Regions from separate parts of the Mus musculus genome. Here region 1 is linked to region 2. Evidence: chromatin contacts called from public Hi-C data. All regions are on one chromosome and are shown on one strand. Each heading gives the region's core, a stretch centred on a gene start, on an enhancer-like site or on the middle of the called end of the contact. The rest is flanking DNA. Distances are from core to core; before and after follow the strand shown. Region 1 overlaps 1700028E10Rik (RIKEN cDNA 1700028E10 gene). Region 2 holds the start of N4bp2l1 (NEDD4 binding protein 2-like 1).

Region 1 (4,102 bases), core at 946-3,445, 820 kb before region 2:
GCTATGTGTGTGCCATATATATGTGTTTATGTGCTGTCTCTTTTGAATGCTATCTTTGTGTATGTGTGTGTGCTGTACATATTTGTGCATGTGCCATATGTCTGTTTCTGTGTCTGTGCTGTTTCTGTGTGTCTTATGCATGTGTGTATGTATAATGTGTGTGCTGTCTCTGTGTTTATGTGTGTGTGTGCCATGTGTATATGTCTGCATGTGCTCTCTGTATAGGCTATCTCTCTGTGTGTCATGTGCATGTTTTTAAGTGTGTTTATCTGAATGCTATGCATATATGTGGGTTGAATATGTATATGTCTGTGTACTATGTGTGTGCTATTGAGTGTGTGTTGTCTGTGTATGAGATTTCTGTATTGTGTTGTGTGGTATCTATGTGTGTATGTGTCCATGGGTGCTGTCTGTTTGTGTCTGTTATGTATATGTGTGCTATGTGCTGTGTGTCCTATCTATGTGTGAAATTTATATGTGTGTAGTGTTCTATTTGTACGTGTGCATGTGTGTTGTCTGTGTGCACTATTCAAAATGCCAACTTGTTATTGGCGTTCAAGAGACTCTCACAGTACAGCAGTACCTGCTGTTTGCACACAGGCGTGTGTGAGAACGTCAGGCCTGCTCTTCCTTCTCCAGCAAAAAGCTGTGCTGCATCTCTTCCCAGCATGCACTACAGGACAGCTATTTAGAACTAAATAGTCATTCTCTGACAAAACTTTGTTCTTGTATAAATTCACTCTGACCTTTTGCCTCAGTCAAAATCAGCCTTCCTTATTCTAGGCCTTAGTTATTCAGAAGCAAGTATCGACCTGCGACCCATGTTTGCTTATTCCCAGAACTCTCTTGTAGTATCCTGGCACCCCAACTCCCCCATCAGCTCTTTGGAACACCAGGTTCAACCAGATGTTTTTCCTACCCAGCAGTGCTGCTGACTGGCTGTGTCCCAGGGCAGGTTATGTGGGGTCTCTGATCTTTGGTGTATGAACAGTGCTCCTCATATTCATTCACTATTCTGTAGGGTTGTTGAGAAGTTCCCTCAGGGTGCCTGGAACACTGGAAGTTCAGTTTTTTGTAGTCACCTTCTCAGCAGCTGATTACTCTATTAGCACACTGTCTCCGTGGTCTCTTCTTGTGCCACAGATATTGAACATTTCCCTCGAGATCTCTCTCCTCTTCCTTCTTCTTCCCTCAACTCTGCCCTCCACTCATAGATTTTTAAATTCAGATTTTTAAAAAAAAAGCTTTTACTTTATTCACAATCCTTAGTTTCTACCCTATAGACTGCTATCCATCTCTCCTGGTATAACCATCAAAAAAAAAAAAAAAAAAAGATAGCTTTAGTTTAGTGTCTCAGCACTCACTATAAATTTGATACTGCCTAAAATCACCTGAAAAACAGTTTCAGTTAAAGAATTGTCTTTATCAGGGTGGTCTGTGGGCATGCCAGTGAAGAGATTGTCTTGATTGTCTTGTGTAGAAGGGCACAGTCACTGGGCAGCACCATGCTCTGATCAGTGCATCTTACACTATATAAGAAAGCTAACAAAGCAGGAGCCAGAGAGAGAGAGAGACAGAGAGAGAGAGAGAGAGCGAGCAAACTGCATTCCTTCATGTTTTCTGATTAAGCCAAATTAACTCTTTCCTCCTCTAAGTTGCTGTTTTGCTTTTAGTCAGAGTGTATTTATCACAGCAAAGGAAGAGAAACGAGGCATTGCCAAATGAACCCATAATCCCAGTACTAAGGAGGCTCGAGTAAGAAGTTCGTACTGGTCAGCTAGTTTAGCTGACTCCATGAGCTCTGGGTTCAGTGAGAGACCTGAGGGGAAGCCATTAAGAAAGGCTTGGTCCTTGTGCCTTCACACACAGAGCATGTCACGCAAACCTGCACACACACAGGTACACTCATGTAAATGTGTGTTCCCTATCCACAAAGACTGCCTCAACAACTCTCACCAACTTATTAACATGATCATCCTTCTAGCTACCTTCTTGTGCATATTTTGTGCTAATTTGAAATTTAATGAAAAAATAAAAAAAAAAGAGAGAAGAAAGGCATAAAGTGGTAAGAGATAAAGCATTAGTTTCAAAGGGCCTGGGGGCGGGGTCAGAATGGGAGTTACAACTGACAGGTGAGAGCCAAATCTACCCTTATGTTGCAATAGTTGAACCTTGAGATTAATTCTTAGAGTCAATATTTATTTTCCTCTTTTATATTGGCATGACCAAAAAACATTAACAGTCTATTTCTGTTCCAGTGAGCTGTTTGGGATGTAGCAACGTTTTACTACCAAAATTACAAGATTGGACAAGTCGGTTTTCTAGAGTCCTGCTTTCTTCTGTCTACAAGTGAGAATGAGAATGGTCTTTCATGTCTTCTCCTGGAAAATTCAATGAAAGAAAGCGTGTATCTAAAATAGTTCTAAAAACACAGTAGGAATGCCATAGAAGAATTGTTTTACTTAATAAGCAGCAGTGTGGAAGGAGTGTGTACGTGTGTGTGTGTGTGTGGGGGGGGGGGGGTTCTTTCCCTACCTACCACAAACAAAACGAACCAAAAAATTTTGTAGTGTGTGTGTGTGTGTGTGTGTGTGTGTCAGGGGTATTTGTGAATTATATAAAACATGTTTTGGGTTTTTTTTTGTTTTTTTCCCTTATTGAAGCAAGTTTGAGGTCTGTCCCAGCCAAAAGACCCTGACTTCTAGCAGGCTGTTGAACACAACTGCATGGCTGGAGGGGACCAGCATAGGGATGGCCTGCCACCCCCTTTATTTCCTTTAGTGATTTGTAATTCATTAATACCTTCATTTGCATGGGCTACTTAGAGGCTATTTATATTCTAATTATAGGCTATTTGAATATTACATTTGAATTCTAATTACAGGGCTTAGGGAAAGCTCATTTATTTCTAAGGGGTAGATTGCAGTTGAAGGAAAAAGAAATGTGTGGGCTATTCAGGAGCTCTGGCACTAGAAGGACCCAGAGTGCAGCAGACCCTCTGGGTCCCTTTGTCTGCATGGAACGAGTCTCTGGGGCAGGTGGGCAAGGTGTTGGTGGGTGATCTGAATGTATTCTCACAAAGTAAACACCAGTGTTATATAGTACAGAAAATACAAGGGGTCCGGGAGTCACAGCAGGCAAAGTACATTGAAGTTGCCTGACACAAAACAAAGGAATGATTTCAAAAGGATTTACAGGAACCAGGTAAATGTTTACAGTAAAGAAGATAAAGCAGTCCTGCCTAGGGTCAGCTTAGTGACAGGTAAGGATTTCACACTCTAGTGCTCTACCTTTGATCCTTGTGAAGGCTAGCACGGGGGGGGGGGGGGGGGGGGGTGTGTTCTGCTCTTGGCAGGCCTCATGAATAATGCAATATCACAACCCCCCTATTTCCTAGGCCTTGCTAAATTCTTATATGAGTGTAACTTTTAAGTATCTAGAGAATCTCCATTTGTTAGGAGAATTCATCAATCTTGCTTCTAATATACAATGTAGCCTGTACTGAAGATTTCTATCTCAGTGGGATTCCCTGGCTCTTTCATGGTATTCTCTTGTTTGGGTGCGATTTGCCACAGTCCCTAGCAAATACTTTGCAGACCAGCTCCCAGCCACTGACTCCATCTTTTGTAATGCTTAATTAGTTACTGAATAGGTAACCTCTTTACTGCATTCCTACTGGATTCTACGCTCATAGGCTTCTGAGACCTTGGAACACTGAGGAGACTTAACTATATCAGAATTTAATCTTAAAAGGCATTTATAATAAAATATTAAAAGAGAGCTCGTAGTTCCATATACCAGACTAACTCGGGAATAGGGTATGAGTATATAGGTTAATGAGAATGCCAAAGCTCCAGGAGGTGAGTTTCTGTGAAACTCACACTTTTCAGAGTGAGTGCTTTCAGGCTTCTCAGCCTGTCAAGCAGACTTGACCAGAGTGCGTGGCATTTTCCAGTGTGCGTGGCACCAGAGTTTAGCTATCAGGATGATAAATTATTCCAGACTCAAAAAAAACACCCACCCTCATGGACCAGTCAGGAGAGAGCTAGGCATAAGCATGTGACAGGGTGTTTCTTTCATCACCACTGAAAATAGTCACGTG
Region 2 (4,309 bases), core at 391-2,890:
CTCATGCTTGTACTCTAAGACTCTAGCCTACTGAGCCATCTATCTCCTCAGTCCTTAAACCTCAAAAAACAAAAAAACAAAAACAAAAACAAAAACAAAAAAAACCCCCCAAAAAACCAAAACCAAAACCAAAAACAAAAAATCCACACATTTTAGGGTTTGTTTGTTTTGTTTTGTTTTATTCTAGAAAAACAGGTATCAATGGGTGAACAAGGTTAAGGTCTATACTCAACAAGAAAGACATGACCCCCCAAAATATGGAACACTTCATGAATTTTTGTGGGGCCATGCTAATCTGCTCTGCATCCACTTTAAGGTGCTGCCAAATCGAGCCCTTTAACCCCATTTTGTACCATCCACACCCCAAATGCTCCATGTTTCTTACTGGACAGCAGATGATTGGAATGAAAAAGAAAGTATTTGAGGCTGAGGGGAACCACGTTTGTAAACGTGTGCTAAGGGTATGCTCAGGGTGCAGGAGATTCACTTCCTCAAATGTGAACCCGGACGTATACAAGCTAAAGGTCACTGCTGTTAGGACAAATGTGTCTTCTCCATTCCTCGTGCTTCCTCTTAATGTGCACACAGAAAGAAGGACTAAAGAAGTAGCTTCACTCCGGGAGGGGAATTCCCGGGGGAGCAACCTGACTGCTCCACACCCCAACCCAGGGGAAGTCCAAAGCCAGCGAGATGCACAGGCAGCTGTCCTCCCTCCTTGTACACAGCCCCTTCCTAACGCGCTCATCAGGAAATCTCTGATTTTGACATAGGTTCTGAGTCTTAGAAAGACACTACTTCTTTCTCCACACTTCCTTCTCATAATGCTCATACCTTAGGTGCCAGACACAAAATGTTTTGATTTTTACAACAATTGTAGCCAAAGCCACCAATATCTCAGATTTTCTAGTATGCAAATTTTGAACAGTTTCATTCTGAAAACCAGGACCATTCTATTGCTTCTAAAGGGAAATACTGGAGAGTCACAGCCAGTGGGTGCTGCCAACTCCTGCAACTTGAATTTGGTTTTATATAAATGGTACCATGACAATCTCCCCTGCTATGTGGCAGCGGAAGGTGTTCATGAAGCCTCCTGAGTCCACCCGAGACCCAAGGAGTAACAAGAGACTTAAAAGTTGCATACAGCTTTTAAGGATAGTTTTGGCAGGCCGGTACCGGTACTAAGGAAACGTACAGGACCCTGAAGGAGTGTACCTCAGTCCTTGGGACCCCAGCCAGGTGCTGACTGATTCACAGGCAGTAGGGGAGACAACAGTCTTTACTGTGACTGCTCGGATGCGCTGGTCACATTCTCTAATCTCCCACGGAAAGTATTTACTTTCAAGGTCTAGGCCGGTCTGAAGTGAGATGAGGCAGAGCCGTGGCAGAGGGCTGGGCTTCCACAGTGACTGCAGGGAAACCTCCCACTGTGTCCCCGGGGCCAGGCCCCTTCCCTTGGGAAGGGCTGCGGAAGGCGGCGGGGGGCTGGAGGGAGCGCTGGGGGCTGCGTCACCCACGCTTCCCCGGGCTGTCAGACTCCCCGGCAGCGCCGGGGCCTCACAGGTAGAGACGCCCCCTCCCGCGGTTCGCGGGGCCGGGGAGGAGGGGCCGGGCTCCGAGCGCCCGCCCCTCCATCTATCACATGGCCGGAGAGTCACAAAAACAACAGCTTTGGCCAAGACCGTGACTTCAGGAAGGGAGCTCAGGGCCCTCGCCGCCAGCCCCCTCCCCATGGAGGACAGTTTTCTGGAATCGTTCGGGAGGCTGAGCCTCCAACAGCGGCAGCAGCAGCCGCCTCCTCGGCCGCCGCCCGCTCGGGGGCCACCTCCGCGCCGCCACAGCTTTAGGAAACACCTCTACCTCCTGCGCGGCCTCCCGGGCTCGGGAAAAACCACGCTGGCCAGGTAATGAGAGCGGCCTGGCGCCCACTCGCGCTCCTGCCCCGAGCGGCTCCGCGCGCCGCCCCTGCCCTTGCCCCGCGCGCCCGAGAGCTTTGCCGCGCGCCGGCCCGGGAGGACGGACCTCGGCAGTGCGCCTTGCGCAAGCCCCAAGACGCCGCCGCCGGCCCTTCCCCGCCGCGCCGGGCCTGGTGCCCACCCCTCCACCCCCAACTCCCCGGCAACCTTCGTCCCCAGCCCCGGGTCGGGGAGGCCCGCGGGGACTGCTCTTCGGGAAAAGCTGGTGGTGACTGCAGAGAAACCCGCTCCCCGCCCGCTGGCGCGCAGGCAGCCGCCACGGCGCCCACAGGCGCTGTCACCGGAGCGAGTTCGGGGATGTCCGGGTCGGGGGTCCGCGCGGCGCTGGCCGGGGGCCCGCTTTGAGATCTGGTGGATCGGCGCAGCCTGCGGCTGCTTTGGCGGCTGCGAAGGCGCACAGGTGCTCTGGGGAGGGGGGCGGGGGGCTGGCGGCGCCACCACCGACCGTCACTGACAGCCTCTCCGCGGGCGCCCAAATTCGATCACTCGCGAATTGCGTAAGCGGCCCTTCGGGTACCCGGGCAGAGAGAACTGCGCGGGCTTGCTGCCTGCTGCACCTTGCTAGGCCCACCGCTCCAGCCTGAACGCCCTCCACTTCCTGCCCTGCACTTGGTATTCCAGCAACGTTGGACTGTTTCTCTCTCCTTGCTGGGGTTGAGGATGCTGACCCTCCTGCCTGGCTTTCCCACCGTCACCCTTTGCCCGACTGGTCTCACTAGCCTTTTAAAACCGGTTCTATTACCTCCCCTCGCAGCTGCCTCACCCTGCCGTAGAAGCCGCCCGCCCTTCTCAGCGTCTTGGCTCCTGTTTACATCTCTGTGACTGCGCTTAGGTTTGCACACGGTTGCTTTTGCCTTCTGTGAGATACTTGAAGATAGGGGCCATGTCTTACCCTCCGTGAACGTTATCGGGCACACACTAGTCGATAGAAGCAGTCACTTGCCACCTGTGTGCTTGCTTCCCTTCTCATCAGATAAGGCTAGCCCTAGGACCCTGGAACCGCTGAAGAATCAAGGTAGCCCGCGGTCACATGCTGATTTCCATGGCACCAGGTAGTGATCATAGGGGGAGGGCCCGAATCTTTTGGATGTGGATGATGGGGAAACTGACACGGCCAGATAAGGGACTGACAATTTGTATTGGGGTTCTAGCTGATTTGTGGAGAAGCAGCCAGCTAACGAAAATTGCTACCTTTGCATCTTAGAGGGATAGATGACTTGCGAAGGCCACACTGGTACCCTTTTCTGAGACACCCTTCCGTAGGTTCTTTCCGGAAGCTCCTGGCAGTGGTAGGTTGGGTTCCAAGTGGAGAGCCTCCTTGGAACCCGGGACAACTTGGTTATTTTGTGATCCAGCAATTCACAGAGGGTACATCTGTTACCGGGTGTTTTCAGGATGCCAACCCTTGTTCGATCTCACTTTCACTTTGACAGCCTGTAAATTCTCCACACGCTCAAAGTCAGAGAAGGAAGTAACTTTTAGCCATGGCATCTCTAATCGCTGAGAGAGGAAGTAGTGTGAGGATCAGAGAATAGGGAAGAAAAGAAGCCGAGAGTCAGCACTGGAAAGCCAGGGCTTGGCCCGGGGAGCCTTTTAAGGGTCCTTTCTGTCTCTCCTTTTCTACACTTCTAGGATTTTAATTCCTGCTTGACATTTGACTAAGCAGAAGACATCGGACAAGAGAACATCTCATTAAACACCCGTAGGGACAGATTGGGTGAGCCCCGGCCTGAAGGCAGAAGCCTGCTGTAGATCTACCTCATCACTAGCTAGCTGCTGTCTTAAGCAACCATGACGCCTCTCTGTGACTACTAAGAGGTGATTAAGTTAGAGGGTTCAATGGGAATCTTTCTCGTAACTTCCTGTTGCCAGATCTAAAGAGTCAAGTATGGCTTCCTAGCCAAGCTCTGCCACTCACTGGAGATGTAGTCACTGGTTAGGTGACTGATTGGCAGGACAAGCCCTCGGAGTTACAGAGGCATTGGCTGTGACCAGAGGAGGCAAACCATGGACTCGGCCCCCTACTGTAAGGGGCAATGTAAGCCTTGGCATGCCTCCCGGTGGGCTGTGGGTTTATATATAAAGTTCCGCAGGGTGGGTTGCAAGTAAGAACCAGTCTGGAAGTCACAGCAAGACCTTCCCAGACCATGTTTTCCAGGGAGGGAATAGGAGAGAGAAGAATAGAAGATTGCCTTAAATAACACCATGTAGAACGGAGACACTGTACGGTTATTATGTCCTTACTGGATCCTGAGGGTCATTTTATCTATATGCTTTCAACATTTTCTATAATGGACGTGTATTTCTTAAACCAGACCTTTAAATAAAATCTTTTT

What was found. Hi-C and Micro-C count contacts between places; a contact is called where the count stands out from the background.
Region 1: a contact with region 2 is called in a Hi-C map of liver, with 1.9 times the contacts expected there. The contact joins the enhancer-like site here to the promoter of N4bp2l1 in region 2. A contact is called at or near these places in 4 of 39 promoter capture datasets (the 3T3-L1 cell line, cranial neural crest and liver), 1 of 484 Hi-C or Micro-C datasets (liver), 2 of 115 datasets of contacts at active chromatin or transcription factors (astrocytes and hepatocytes) and 1 of 9 other capture datasets (adipose tissue).

What each region holds. Positions count from the first base shown.
Region 1 is chr5:151,408,259-151,412,360 of GRCm38.p6, reverse strand. The region is part of intron 3 of 1700028E10Rik (RIKEN cDNA 1700028E10 gene); the gene reads right to left. All of the region lies in intron 1 of Gm3704 (predicted gene 3704), which reads right to left. It also overlaps a transcript of Stard13 not described here. Among named protein-coding and RNA genes, the nearest start is that of Gm3704, 3.8 kb to the right of the region's middle. Within about 2 kb of position 2,195, at least 12 of the 459 cell types and tissues checked have an H3K27ac peak or open chromatin away from gene starts, as enhancers often do. A contact at or near this core is called in hepatocytes and liver, where this site is marked.
Region 2 is chr5:150,591,856-150,596,164 of GRCm38.p6, reverse strand. It overlaps N4bp2l1 (NEDD4 binding protein 2-like 1), which reads left to right and starts at 1,640. Exons shown (of 5, transcript NM_133898.4): 1 at 1,640-1,901. The coding sequence starts at 1,729.